Linked DNA regions of Mus musculus: region 1 is linked to region 2. A link is a contact called in public HiChIP or PLAC-seq data. All regions are on one chromosome and are shown on one strand. The core of a region is the stretch at or near the end of the contact, and the rest is flanking DNA. Distances in the headings are between cores, read along the strand shown.

Region 1 (6,672 bases), core at 1,432-3,931, 100 kb after region 2:
GTTCCCACTGGGGTTGTTGAAAAGATTATGAATAATTAGGATTGTTAAGTGTAGTGTTATAAAAATAAAATCTCCCAGGATTGCACAGTACACCATGCCATCCTTTTTCGCAGCAGTGTTATAGTCCCTTATGTGAGTTGAGATAAAATGTACCTAGTCAACTATTGGACTAGTCTTCTGCTATTTGTATTTTATAACCAGAACATCCATTAACTATCTTATTACATAAAACTTTGATCTCCAGGCCCACAGTGGAGAATTTGAACCTGTCCCTATGAGTCTGTGTTCATCCATGCCCAGTTAGAACTCTGGAGTCAGAGTTCCCCTGGCTGCTGCAAGGCCAGTTCCCAGGATGTACGTGCCTGAGCCCCCTGTGATGTCATTAGCCTGGAGCATCATTGTCCATGGTTTGCAGGGATGGATCCTGAGCCACAGCCTTTACTCTCTGTAAGAGAATAGTCCTTTTCTTACCCATTAGAGCATGCTTGCCTGTAAGGAATCTAACTCCTTTTGGGATAAAATCAAATCCAGATCCCTCAGGATTGGCCAGAGGGGAGAGGAAATCCCCAAACTGGGCTCAGTCTAATGAATCTAACACCTGCTGGGAGAGCCACACCTCTTTACGGGGTCATCTGCTACTCGAAACCATGTCAACCCCAAGAGGCTCTCCTTCCTAGAAGGAGTTTTGGCAGGGTGGGCTGTTTGTCCTTTGTGCCCCAAGATCTGCTCTGCCACTGACTAGATGGCTGAAATGAGCAGGTTACAGCTTTGTGGCTGCTTGTCTGCAGTGTGGGGACAATGACAGCAGTGACCTGTGGAGCCATGGGAGGAAGATGCTTCTGCCTGGAAAGGCTTCAGCATGGCCCCACGTGTGGTAAGAACTGCACATGTGGCTTTTGTTCAGTTCAAAAGCAGTCACCTCTGCAGTCACAGATCCGGGAAGGGGCTCATACCTGGGCCATATTAATAATCTCATAGCTCTGGGTGGGGGAGGGTATAGGGGACTTTCGGGATAGCATTTGAAATGTAAATGAAGAAAATATCTAATTTTTGAAAAAAAAGAATCTCATAGCTCAATGACAAAGAGACAAACAGTGGGCTTTTTAATGGACAAAGGCTTGAGTGGTGTTTCTCTGAGCAGTCATAGAGAAAAAGATGTTTGATGTCATTAACCAGGAAAACAGAAATGGCAATGAGAAGAGGCTTGGCGCTACTTAATGGCAGTAACCAAAACCATGGTTCTCACACGAGGGCTTGGGAGGTGGGGAGACCCAAGGACCATCCCACGGTGATGGTGCCCTGGCCTTAGAAAACTAGCTGCAATCCTTCAAGCTAACATACGGTTGGCATATGTGTGGACTTTCATTCCACTCTGGAAGATACTGAAGGGAGGATGAATATCCACACCATACGTGAATACTCATGGCCTCCCTGATCATAGCCAAAGTCTAAAGAGCAGCCTAGGTGTCCGCCAGCAGATGGACAGATGGACGCCACACAACCGAATACTTCTGTGTTGTTGTTATTGATGTATGAATTTATTTGTGTGTGACGTCGTGAGAGCATGACTGTCACAGAGCACTTGGGGACGTCCGAGAACGGCTTTTGGTAGTCGGTCCTCTCCTCCACTTACGCATGGGTTCCAGGAATTGAACTCAAGTTGCGTGGCTTGCACGCAAGCAGCTTTACCCACTGACCCCTTGCAGGTCCCCAGAGAACAGTGTGAAGCCCTAAAAATGACTCAGGTGCTGTATACACCACAACACAGCACAGAGGGGTCTTAGAAACACGAAGCTAAGCTAAAGAAGCTGGGCATAAAACCTACATGCGGTGTGATTCAACTTACATGTCAACAAAGAAAATAAAGGGCCAATCTACAGGAACAGAGAGTCTGGCTGCTGCAGTTTCTGGGGACTCGAGAGAGAGAGAGAAACAAGGAGTGAGTGACAGCCAGTGGCACAGGGTTTCTTTGGGTGAAAATGTTCTACAAACCATTGTGGTGATGGTTGCCCAGGCGTGAATAGGCTTGACACCCACCGAATTATATGCTTTAAGTGGTGGGTTTTATGGTTGTGTGTGTTTCTTCTCTGAAGAGCTATTGAAACGCGTCACTGAAGCCTCTGGGTGACCGCAGGGAAACACACCCTGTGTATCTGGCCTCAAGCTTGACCTTTGTGGCTTGGCTTCACAGGGCAGGGGCCAAGGCAGCTCAGCAGCTTCTGAGATGGTGCAAGGGCTGCCCTCAAGCCCAGGCCCAGGGCTGTGGCCACAACACAAGATAGAACGTCAGAGTGGCATAAGTTTGGGTTCTGAAAGATCATTTATGACAGTTTTATGTGGGGACCGGGGTGAGAGTGGCCTCAGTGCCCTGAGCTCTTCCTGGGTGTGATGAGCCCTATTTCTGATGAGAAATGGCAGCCTCGTGCCCTGGTGGTCTCTGATGACTGGCGTGAGCAGAGAGGCACAAGCAATACTCAGTCCTGGCCTACACCTGCGTCATCAGGTTTGTGTTCCGTGACTCAGTCCTCCCGGCGGCAGTGATCGCTGCCGTGGCAATTAGCCAGTGTGTCCTAAGATCGTGGCCTCACCATTCTGCAGGTCCCCGCTGAAAGCCTTGCTGGTTTTAGGGGTGCTGAGTGTGTTGTAGGAGCTTTGCCAAGCCAGACCGGATAGTGGGAGGGAAGCAGGCTCACAGACGTGACTAACTACTGTGTCCTGACTCAGAAGAACCCGTGCAGTAGAGGAGCGGAGTCCAAGGCCAGAGCGCCATCTAGCACTGTGACCATGACAGAAGGGACAACCCTGACAGCATCCACTACTGCCTCTACTACCTGTCACCCTTATCCAGCTGGACGCTGTTGTTGGAGGAGAGAGAACGGGGCCGGCAGTCTGAGCACAGGGCTGGAAGATGAGGTCAGGCAGCCATAACCAATCTGATGCTCAGCCTAGGGCCTGTCTTTGTTGTTTGTGTCTGTGGTGGTAAAGCAAAGAGCCTTCTCCTTCCCCAGCAGTGGGATGGGACAAGAAGGCTCACCCTGACGGACTGGTTTGTTGCCATCAGCAGGCCGTCCGGGAACACCTGCAGTGCATCTGGTCCATTGCCAGGTCAAGGCCAAGGCTGCCCCGTGTCTGAATCTCTTCCTGAAGCAGCAAGAATGAGCACAGAGTCTGGAAGTTACTGTGCTGAGTGTGAGGCTGTGATGGAGGGAGGAGCACAGCTAGGAAGCCTAAGGAATCGAGGAGCATCTGAAAGGGGTGGCGATGAGCTGGAGTAGCCCGGTGACGGGGACGGGGCATTCCGAGTGGATGATGGTGGGAGGGGGCACATGGGTCCTGGCTGCCTGGAGCAGACCACCCTTTACTGCTCCTGCCGCCCTGATCTTGTTTTAGTCCTTACACTAAATCTACTGCAGGGAGGGCCATGTCACCTCTGCTGCAGGACAGGGGTCAGGTGACATGCTCAAAACCTGAGCCAGTAAACATCAGAGCTGGGACTTGAACTTAGCCTAGCCCAGGCCCCACCCGGGTGCCTCGGGAATGCGCTCCAGTGTTTGAGGTTGATGGGTGTTGAGGGTGCGTTTGCCCCTTCCCAGGGCTACGGGGCTACGGTATAGCCACTGCCCTCCTCGTCTGTCATCACCGTTTAATGAAACCTGCCACTCTGTCTCCCTGATGCCTCTGTCATCACTGGCCGCCATGTGTGACACAGGATCCCAGTGAGCTCATCCTTGCGAGCCAGGCATCCATGACCTTCATTCATTCAGTTCATCCAGGGAGTAACTTACGGGTCCCCAGTATAGGCCTGCGGCTGCCAGCACCAGGAGCTCCGTCCCAAGCCGTTTGCCCATCGTTTCCCTAAGCGTCAGCTCCTCCTGGAAGTCACCACGCTGTCCTCGTGTTTTTATGAAAAACTTTAGTGGAAGACCCCGTGCCCCTGTCACATAGGAGTGAGTGTCCCATCCAGACATGACTCAGACCTTCCTACCGACACAAGGAGAATAGGCACGTCCTGTAACCCAGGGTTACGTGCTGAACTAAGAGACAGGTCTAGAATTGCAACTTCAAACAATCCATAAAGGGCTTCACTGACCACTAGCTTTTTACAGCAGAGCGTAGTATGAAATGGGAGACAGTGAGAAGAAAGTTTGAAGAAAGTAGAGCATGGCGAGGGAAAGGTCACCCCTAAGGATACCACTCACACGTCACCCCTAAGGACACCACTCACACTTGACCACTGTGATCATTTTGGAGGGGTTTCCAGGCCTTTCTCTGTCATGTGATAAATGCTCTAAAGAGAGCCATGCTGAGCTTGCTTTTCACAGTGTATTTTGGACATCTAACCTTGAACAGTTGGCTAGGGTAGGGGCTGGGGGCATGAAAGAGTGAATGAATTCCAGTTGGCCCTACTATGTCAACAGCTAGCCAGACCTGGGAATCACCTAGCTTGCCTTTCCCATGTCTCCAGGCACCCAGTTCCCTTCAAATCTCTGCCTCCCTCGGCCTTGGACCTCAGGTTCTGCATCTGTGCTAAGGACTGTGGGTAGCATAGTACTTCAGCTGTGGTACTGTCTCTTCACAAAGCGCTGAGGTATCTCATCCCTGCCACTCTCACAACGGAGCAGGCATGCTGGAGGCCACAGTTAGATGGTTTGTACCAATCATAGCCTTAGAGGGGCACCAGAATCTACTGACACCTGAGTTAGACAGCGGGATATCAGAATCAGAATCCAGACACGGGTGACTCAGAGATCAGTATTTCGTCCACCAGGATGAACATGTGGGAGGAGGAAGACCCTGCCTGGGACCGCAAGGGTGCATATACTGCCAGATCTAGGGGACAGAGAAAGCCTTGGTAAGCCTTTGGGCTGCTGGGGTGTCCCCACCTATCACATGAGCGCCTCTGGAGGCCCAACTAAACTTGACAGATTTCCTGGGCTGAGATAGGCTTAGGTGGCTCAGGACTTTATCCTTAAAGGTACCTGCTGTGACATCCCTATTGCTGCTGAGCTCTGACACTTAAGGGTATTCCAGGATGAGGGAACAGTGTTGTGAAAGTGAAGTTAGGTTGCCCCCGTAGGCTAAGGAGCTGGACTAGCAAGCCTGTGGGGGATCGGGGTGGGGGCAGGCTATGCTTCTATTCTAAGCCTAAGGTGGGTTTTTAACAGTGACAACAGCAGCAAGTCTCAGAATCCATGACCATGGGGTAGATGCTGGGCATGAAAGGTGATGGGTAGAGCAGAATTCAGTAGATCAGAACAGCAACAGGGAAGCCAGCAGGAGAGTGGGGCGGGGTATATGGAGGAGAGGAGGCCTCCCTAGTTTGGATCCTGGACAATAGTTTCCTCCTGGATCAAGCTGCAGACGCCACTTTCTATCCTCAGCCCTGTTGGCAGTCTCGGGGTCCTGCCTGGGCCCAAGTGCTAAGCACCAGTTTCTTTTCTTTGAACTCTGGGTACCCAGGTCACAGCTGAGCGGCTCAGTGCAGAGGCATCTTTCTCTTTTTGTCCTCCTCTGTGTTTGAAGCCAAAGCTTAAGTTTTAATTTCACATTATTCCTGACATAATGCTAATGAGTTCCAGCCGTCCCCTGAGTTGGGGTAGTGAGGCTCTGTTGAGCCAGGCAGCTGGGCAGCTGGCTTCTCAGAAAGTACTTCATGTCTCCGGAGCGCAGAGGAGCGTGGTGCAGCGGGCGCTTCCTCTCAGGGGCTTGCTTATCACATAGACACACTTCTTTGGTTTTCATTGCTGGTGCTCCGGCGTGGTGACAGCCTTGTGTATCTCTCTGGCCCGAGAGAGGAAGCACCCATGAGATAGTGGAAAACCCAGGCCTTTATAGTGCCCCAGCCTGGGCTGGACTATACTGCTAGAGAATTGTGGTTTTAGGAGTGCTCGATATGGCCGTGACCACATTTTCTGGTGAGTTAGTAACTGTTCTTACTCTAGTCATTTCTTTACTGTGGTCGGTGTTTCCTCAATCCCTGTAACACTTTGTTTTTGATTCAGTACAGAGTAAGCACCCTAGTGTTGGGCGTCCGTGGATGTCTCATCTAAGAAGAGTAGTACTGTGGCCCCTCCATCTAGGGGAGTGTGAGATCAGCCAAGCAGGCATAGACAGGGCTGCTGAGCCTGATTGTGGGTGCTGTTGGTGCCTGTGATGTCTTCCTTCTTGTCTGTGTTTCTCCGTGTTACTTATATCAGAGCTCATTCTGAAGCCCACAGCTAGAATGTGAGGAGAATACGTTTAACTTTTAAGTTTGCCGCAGCATGGGCGTCTGTGCCAGGAGCCCACCTCCAGAAACTCACAGAACAGCACCTAGCCGTCTCCACATCCTCCCACAGAACAGCACCTAGCCGTCTCCTCATCCTCCCAGTTCTGGGACATGCAGTCTTATATGTAGAATTGAAGGACCCTCAGTCTCTTAACACTGACACCGGCTAAGCCATGCTGTCCCATTTCTGGTCGATGTCTACTTGTCCCCTGTCTGTCTGATCAAGTCTGTCCTGGTTGCAAAAATCTGTCTTCCCAACTGGTAGGGAACAGACTTGCTTGAGACATGCAGAAACTACCAAAAGGCCAGTTGGGCTAGATAGAGTCCTATCAGCACCCCTAGGGTTTGGCCTCCCCACTAAGGAGATCCTCCCTTTGTCCTGGCCAGAGCACTGTTTGGGAGCT
Region 2 (6,022 bases), core at 2,137-4,636:
TTATGAATCCTCACACAAACCCTCTGAGGCTGGACTAACGACTTCCACTTTACAGAGGAGAAAACTGATGCTTGGCGCAGTCACAGCTTGTCTCAGGCTGGCACAGATGGTGAGGGGTTGGTGCTATAGGACACTGGGGCTGGGGCGTGCCCTCCGTGGCAGGTGGGTAAAGTGTCTCCTTGGGTCTGCTCAGCAAGGGAGCTGTATGGAGTGGTACCATGGCTGGGAAGTGAGACCCAGGTTCCAGTCTTGCTGTGTCACTAGTTTATCACAGGACCTGACCCAAGTGCTTTGGCAATTCTGGCTCCAGTTTCCCAAGATTATGTCAAAGGAGATTAAGTGGCCTGTGGGCTGGTGTCCTCTACTCTGAGAGGCCACCAGTAGCTGACTCCTGTGACAGGCAGCCTTACCCTGCTGCCAGCCTACCCTCGCACCAGACAGCTCTCCTCCGAGGGGCTTCTGAGTGCCCCAGGGATTCTCTTCTCCTCCCCCACCACCCTCCTTTTGGTCTGGACTCTGGAAGGCTTTCCTCCCGTTCTTGGTCCTTTTCCTTCTTAAGCCCGTATGCAGCATTAGAAACGATGCTGGGTTCATCCATGATATCTCCCTGACTAGTGCAGGCCAGGTATTGGTCCACACCTGCCAGTTACAAATCACACCCGTCCTGTGATGGCCCCTCTTCACAGAAGAGGCACCTGCATAGGAGAGGGCTACTCAGCCAAGATGGCGGTAAAGAGTCCAGGCCTGCGCAGCTCCGTGGTTCACTACTCTTTGGTCTCTCAGACCTTTATTCATTCATTCTGCTAACTGGCCTCATCATGCTGGCCCTGTGTAGAGCTTGGTGCTTTTCCTGTGCAAGTGTGATACTGTGGCAGATGCGGAGGTCAGCTTGACTCCAGCCATTGTTGGCTTAGCACTGTGGACACAGGAGGAGTGTCTAGCTGGAGCAGGCATGATGATGAGTCAGAGGAGGGCAGGGTTAGCCCCATCTCAGAGAACCCATGCTCTAGAGGAGACTGACATGGCCTTTGGCATGGCCCTTCTCTTCCAAGAAGTCCTGTCTGTCTTCTCCTTCTTGGGTCTTGAGCCCATGGTGGCCACTGGGAAGTCTTTGCCAGAATCCAGCTTTTCATATTGTCCTTCTTAAAGACCACTTGGGGCCATAACCTGTGTTGACCTTCTTATTTTATACATTTGTTATTTTACTAACTGTGAGATACAGTTGCATCCTGTATCAGGTACCATGTTAGCACACACCAGACAAACCCCACGAACCTCTGTCTCCTCCTCCAGCAGCTTCCCATTGTATGGCGGTAACGTGGGGTGGTGAGGGGAGAAGAGGGGACAGCAAACGTCCTGGGTATGAAGGATGAGTAAGAGTTTACAGAGCTTGGGTAACTGACAGGGAACAGCAGGCCCAGCAGCGCACAGCCAGAGAGCGCCGTGGAGCAATGGTCAGCTTAGGGCCCAGGAGGGCATGGGGCTGGAGGGTGTTCAAGGCCACACAGGCCTTTGGATCCCAGTGAGGAGGTGTGGGTGTGACCAGGCCCTTAGCTTAGCATGGTAAAGGAAAGCCAAAGGAACCGCAAGCAGCTAGGAACTCAGGAGGAGAGATTAGGTTGGTAGGAAGCATAAGGAATGAGGACAGGGGCAAAGATGGGTAGCCTGTCTAACCAAACTGACCCCCCTTGGAAAAACCCCAGGGGCCTCAAATTGCTAAAAGGTTCATCAATTTTATGGGTCAGGGATTTGGGGCCAGGCTCCTCAGGCAATCCCTTGGCTCTGTGTGAGGTTCAGCTATCAGGTGTCTGGCTGAGGGTACCGGATAGACTGGTTTATCATATGCTGGCGCATAGTAGGGTCAGGAAGGCTACCCATTAGGCTCTTCCTGTTGTGTATGCTGTATTGTGTGATGTCCAGCAGCGAAGTCAGGGTTCTAGGAGGCTCAGAAGGGAAGGGGTGTCATTCCCATTAAAGCTAGGCCCGCAGCCAGGGAACACTGGGTTCTTGTTTGTTTGTTTGTTTTTGTGGGTTTTCGTTGTTGTTTTTTTGCCTTCAGAGGAAGGGTACCACATGGATGGCTATCTTACTCCACCCCTTTGACCTTTCTAGAAGAGACTTGTGCTCCTCCAAGGACAGGAGTAAGGATGTATAGAGCACGTTACAGGGACTGGAGCCTAGCTGTGTGGGGGAGATACTTAACCTATCGCATAGTTTGGGATATCTGATCTATCAACACTGGCTTCAACTACAGATCCACCCCCACACACCTGGAACACTGTCTGCCTGGTGGACCTCAGGGTCCTGCAGGGTTCAAGCATATTTGCTAATGCCGACAGTGTGTCACTGGTCCTCCAGCTCCCAGCCCAAGGCACGAGGTTCTACGTTTAGCCTAGGGCAGTGTGCCTGTGTGCTCTAAACTCAGCTTTCACTACCTGCGAGTGCTGTCTGTAGTTGAACTTGAAAAGGAGCCGGAGCACATCTGGCCAGAGACGGTATGATCTGTTACTGATGAGGTGTGGGAACCAACCACATCACTGGCTTTTCTTGCCCATGGGTCCCCAAACCTCATGGCATCTCTCAGGCCATGGCATTGTTAGGGACTGCCCATAGACACAGTGTCCTCCAGAGTACCAGCGGAGGTGCACATACCTGCCCCTAAGGAAGTCTGCCTGTGTACCCTTCCCCTGGTCCCTCGACACAGAGCGAGGCCTCTGACAGGATGTGCTTGGGTGTCAGCTGAGCTGGACTGCCATGTTCACCCCTGCGGCTGCAGCCAGCCTGTACCTGAGCTGGGCCAGCACTGGCTCTGGAGCGCTGACACCATCCCTTATCAGACTCACACCACATGCCGGCACTTCACCATCTCCCGCTCGCCCCTCCGACCCCGTCCCTCACCACGGAAGGTTTAATTGTTGCAAATGGGATCCGTGTTCTACAGAAGTCCAATAAATCTGCAGTCTGTCTTCCTGGTAATCCATCACAGATTGCAAATCGCACGAGGAGAAGTCTATAAGATATGTTCTTCATGTCTAGCGTGTTGGGTTATTTTCATGTCTTGTGGTTTGCATTTGGCCACTGTCATTTTAGAGGAATTTCCTGCCATCTGCGTTCAATTGAATTTTCTCACAGATTTGTGCTTGCTTGTAAATACTCAGAGCCGGCAGAAAAGGGAGCTTTGTTCTTGGTGACATTTCAAAAAGCTGTTCATGCAGCTTCATCGGCGATCTGCAGTGCTTATGAGAGAGGGGTGAGAGGTGTCCCTGGGCCTCAGGATGAGATGCGCTCCCCTGCAGGGCGGCCAGCCGGGTCAGCTCTCTACCCCTCCTGCACCCAACGGCTGCACTCCTTCAGTGCTGTGGCCAGTTGTGTTGGGTGTATGCATTCCTTGGCTCTGTGCCCTTCCTCTGTAGGAAGACAGTTGGGCTGAGACAGTTCTGGACCCTAGTGTCCAGAGCTCGTCTGTTCAAGTTCAGCTCCTTGTGATGAGAGACGACCCGGCTCTGTGTGACTGTAGAGAAGTCACTTCACTCCCCAGAGCCTCAGGGTTTGTCATGGGCCTTGGATACTTAGGACTTGAGTGGCCTGCAGCATGCAGCTGGGTCTCCATAGCTGTCATGTCTTCCTTCTAGCCGAAGTTGATCGTCTGCCTGCTATGTGCCCGACCTTCTGCTTGGACAGAGGAAATAAGAGGATGCAAAAGAAAGAGTGGGCCTTGTCTGTGAAGGCTTGGGTGATCATGACCATCCCGTGGCAGGGCGAGAAGTGTCCTCCTGCCCTGCTCTAGTGACAGTGACAAGACTGTTGCCAGATGCCGTTGCGTGCTGCATGTGATCCTAAATTATTTGCTCTTCCGCTCACTTTCAGGGACAGGTGTTTTCTTATCCACTGTTGTATGGATGGGGAAGCTGGGGTTTGGGGATATTACCGGGCCACCGAGGTTGCCTGCCTACTCATGTGACACACAGAGGCATCAGGGAACAAAGGGACTTGTCTAAGGTCACACAGAGGTTCTCATCACCAGGGGTTGAACTTGTAAATGAGAGAAGTTAAGTCTCTCAGGGAGTACACTTTGTCCTGAGGGATCTAAGGGGTAAAAGTGTGGGGACTGATATCTGGAGTGATGACCGCCACTTTTGTGTGCACAGGCTTTGGGGCAGACTCCCCTCTCCTCATGAAAAGACTGAATGACAGACAAAGAAGGGAACTTATTGGAGACTCATCTTGGAGTTTAGGCAGCCAGCCATCTTGGTCTTAGTTTTCTCAACAGAATAATGAGGACAAGCCCCTAACCAGTTGGCTTCCAGGTATGAGTGTCTTGTTGGGCCTGTGCACAGGACCCCTAACCTGGAGGACAGACTTTCTGCAGTCACCTGCTCCTATATCATCAGCATCATTCTTGTCTCTAGAGAAGCAGGCTAGACTCTACCTTAGTAAAAGTCGCCCCCTCCCCAGAGCCTTGCTGTCCTGCCCTCTCCTTCTAATCAGACCGTCTGGGAAGAATCAGTGGGTGCCTTTCTTCCATTTCCCAGCCCCCCTTTCTTCGGAGCCCACTCTTGGCCTTCAAGTCCTCTGGTATACCCCCGCTGCTTCCCCAAAGCCAGCAAAAGCTACCATGTCACTATGGCCACCACATTAGTGTCTGATCTTCACTGCCTTTGAGTGCATCTACTTCCTCCTCATGGACGCAGCTTTGTGATGTTTTGTAGACATCATAATCTTCTCTAGCAGCCCCCTTCTGGGATCTGCCTCACCTCAGTGGCTGTTGGTACTCCCCTGATCTGGAGTGGCTCAAGCTTATTTAAGGCCGTCCCTGTGTCTTCCTGAGAAAGGGGAGGTAGCATTCTCAGATTTAATGAGTTCTGAGCAGAGCTGGGACTGTCCTAGCTGCAGCTTAGCCGTCTTCCGCCCACTCGTAGGTGGAGACTTTTTTGGTCACTGCTCTGTCTCCAGTACCTAAAGCTGTGCTGGGCACTGAGAAGCGCTTAGTACTTGATGGATGGATGCATAGGTGGAGACTTGGAGACCGTGAAGCGCCGTGCTTCCTGCGACAGGAGAGCAACAGTGTTCCCTCTCTGAGCTTCTTGATCTCATGGTCAAGCTGGTTGGAGTCTGACCTATTCCTCACTGAGCCATCTGTGTCTGCCCCCTAGCAGGGCAGAGGCACTTTGGCTAGGAGCCCTTTAGTGGAAACAAAGACAGGTGGTTCCAAGACCCTTATGTCTGAGGACCTGACTCAGGCAGGAACCTCTAACATGGGATCCCTCTATCCTCTTTGCCCCCTGCCAGCAGCCAGGAGGGTTGGGCAGGGGTGAGCCAGGGATGAGATGGATAACGCATAGGTTGGCCGTTGGAGAATGGCACTAGAACACCAGCCTCTACACTCTCCGTGACCTGGTCGCAGCTGGCTTCAGGCCACACCTCCTTGTCATCGAGGATGTCTGTCTCACCTTGATGGTCTCACCAGTTACTGCAGTATCTCCCTGGGCAGAACATCTGCATGCACACCTGTGCTGGTGGAAGCGAGACAGTCACAAAGGAAGCTGTCAGGCAGGGGGAGTGGGGGGGGGGAGGGAGAGGAAGGAGGAGAGGGGATAGAGAAGGATGACGGGTATCAACAGAACGAGACCACGAAAGCCTTCTTACTTTCTCCCGTGGAACGATACCAAAAGACACACTGGAGCCGGACCTCAGGGAGACCAGGGTAGGGGTCTTCAAGCTACCATCTCATTCCTTTGCTGGGCTTCTGCTGGGGATGGTCACAGGAGGAATGGGTGTAGGAGTGAGTCCGTTGGGGACTAGGAACAGCATACTTCCTCTGTAGGAGGAGGGAGAGCCAAAACCTTGAGGTCTGACTCCTTATACACTCATTTGTCCTCATTCAGAGATCAAGCTTGCCTGCCTTCTCTCAGTTGAGCATCCGCTCTACTCCCACCCAGGGCAGGCACGCCTCTCGTCCATCTTTACTCCCTATCTGCCATGACTGGCCAGAGAGACCCTCTGATTCTCCATCACCTGCAGT

The links. HiChIP or PLAC-seq counts read pairs in DNA pulled down with a chosen protein or histone mark.
Region 1: an HNF4G HiChIP or PLAC-seq map of pancreatic cancer cells shows a contact between it and region 2. The contact joins two enhancer-like sites. A contact is called at or near these places in 1 of 15 datasets of contacts at CTCF or cohesin (the NIH/3T3 cell line) and 3 of 115 datasets of contacts at active chromatin or transcription factors (the NIH/3T3 cell line, embryonic fibroblasts and pancreatic cancer cells).

What each region holds. Positions count from the first base shown.
Region 1 is chr4:107,600,325-107,606,996 of GRCm38.p6, forward strand. All of the region lies in intron 4 of Glis1 (GLIS family zinc finger 1), which reads left to right. Among named protein-coding and RNA genes, the nearest start is that of 4930552P06Rik, 6.3 kb to the left of the region's middle. Within about 2 kb of position 2,682, at least 48 of the 459 cell types and tissues checked have an H3K27ac peak or open chromatin away from gene starts, as enhancers often do. A contact at or near this core is called in the NIH/3T3 cell line, embryonic fibroblasts and pancreatic cancer cells, where this site is marked.
Region 2 is chr4:107,499,590-107,505,611 of GRCm38.p6, forward strand. The region is part of intron 2 of Glis1 (GLIS family zinc finger 1); the gene reads left to right. Among named protein-coding and RNA genes, the nearest start is that of Gm46866, 67 kb to the left of the region's middle. Within about 2 kb of position 3,387, at least 48 of the 459 cell types and tissues checked have an H3K27ac peak or open chromatin away from gene starts, as enhancers often do. A contact at or near this core is called in the NIH/3T3 cell line, embryonic fibroblasts and pancreatic cancer cells, where this site is marked.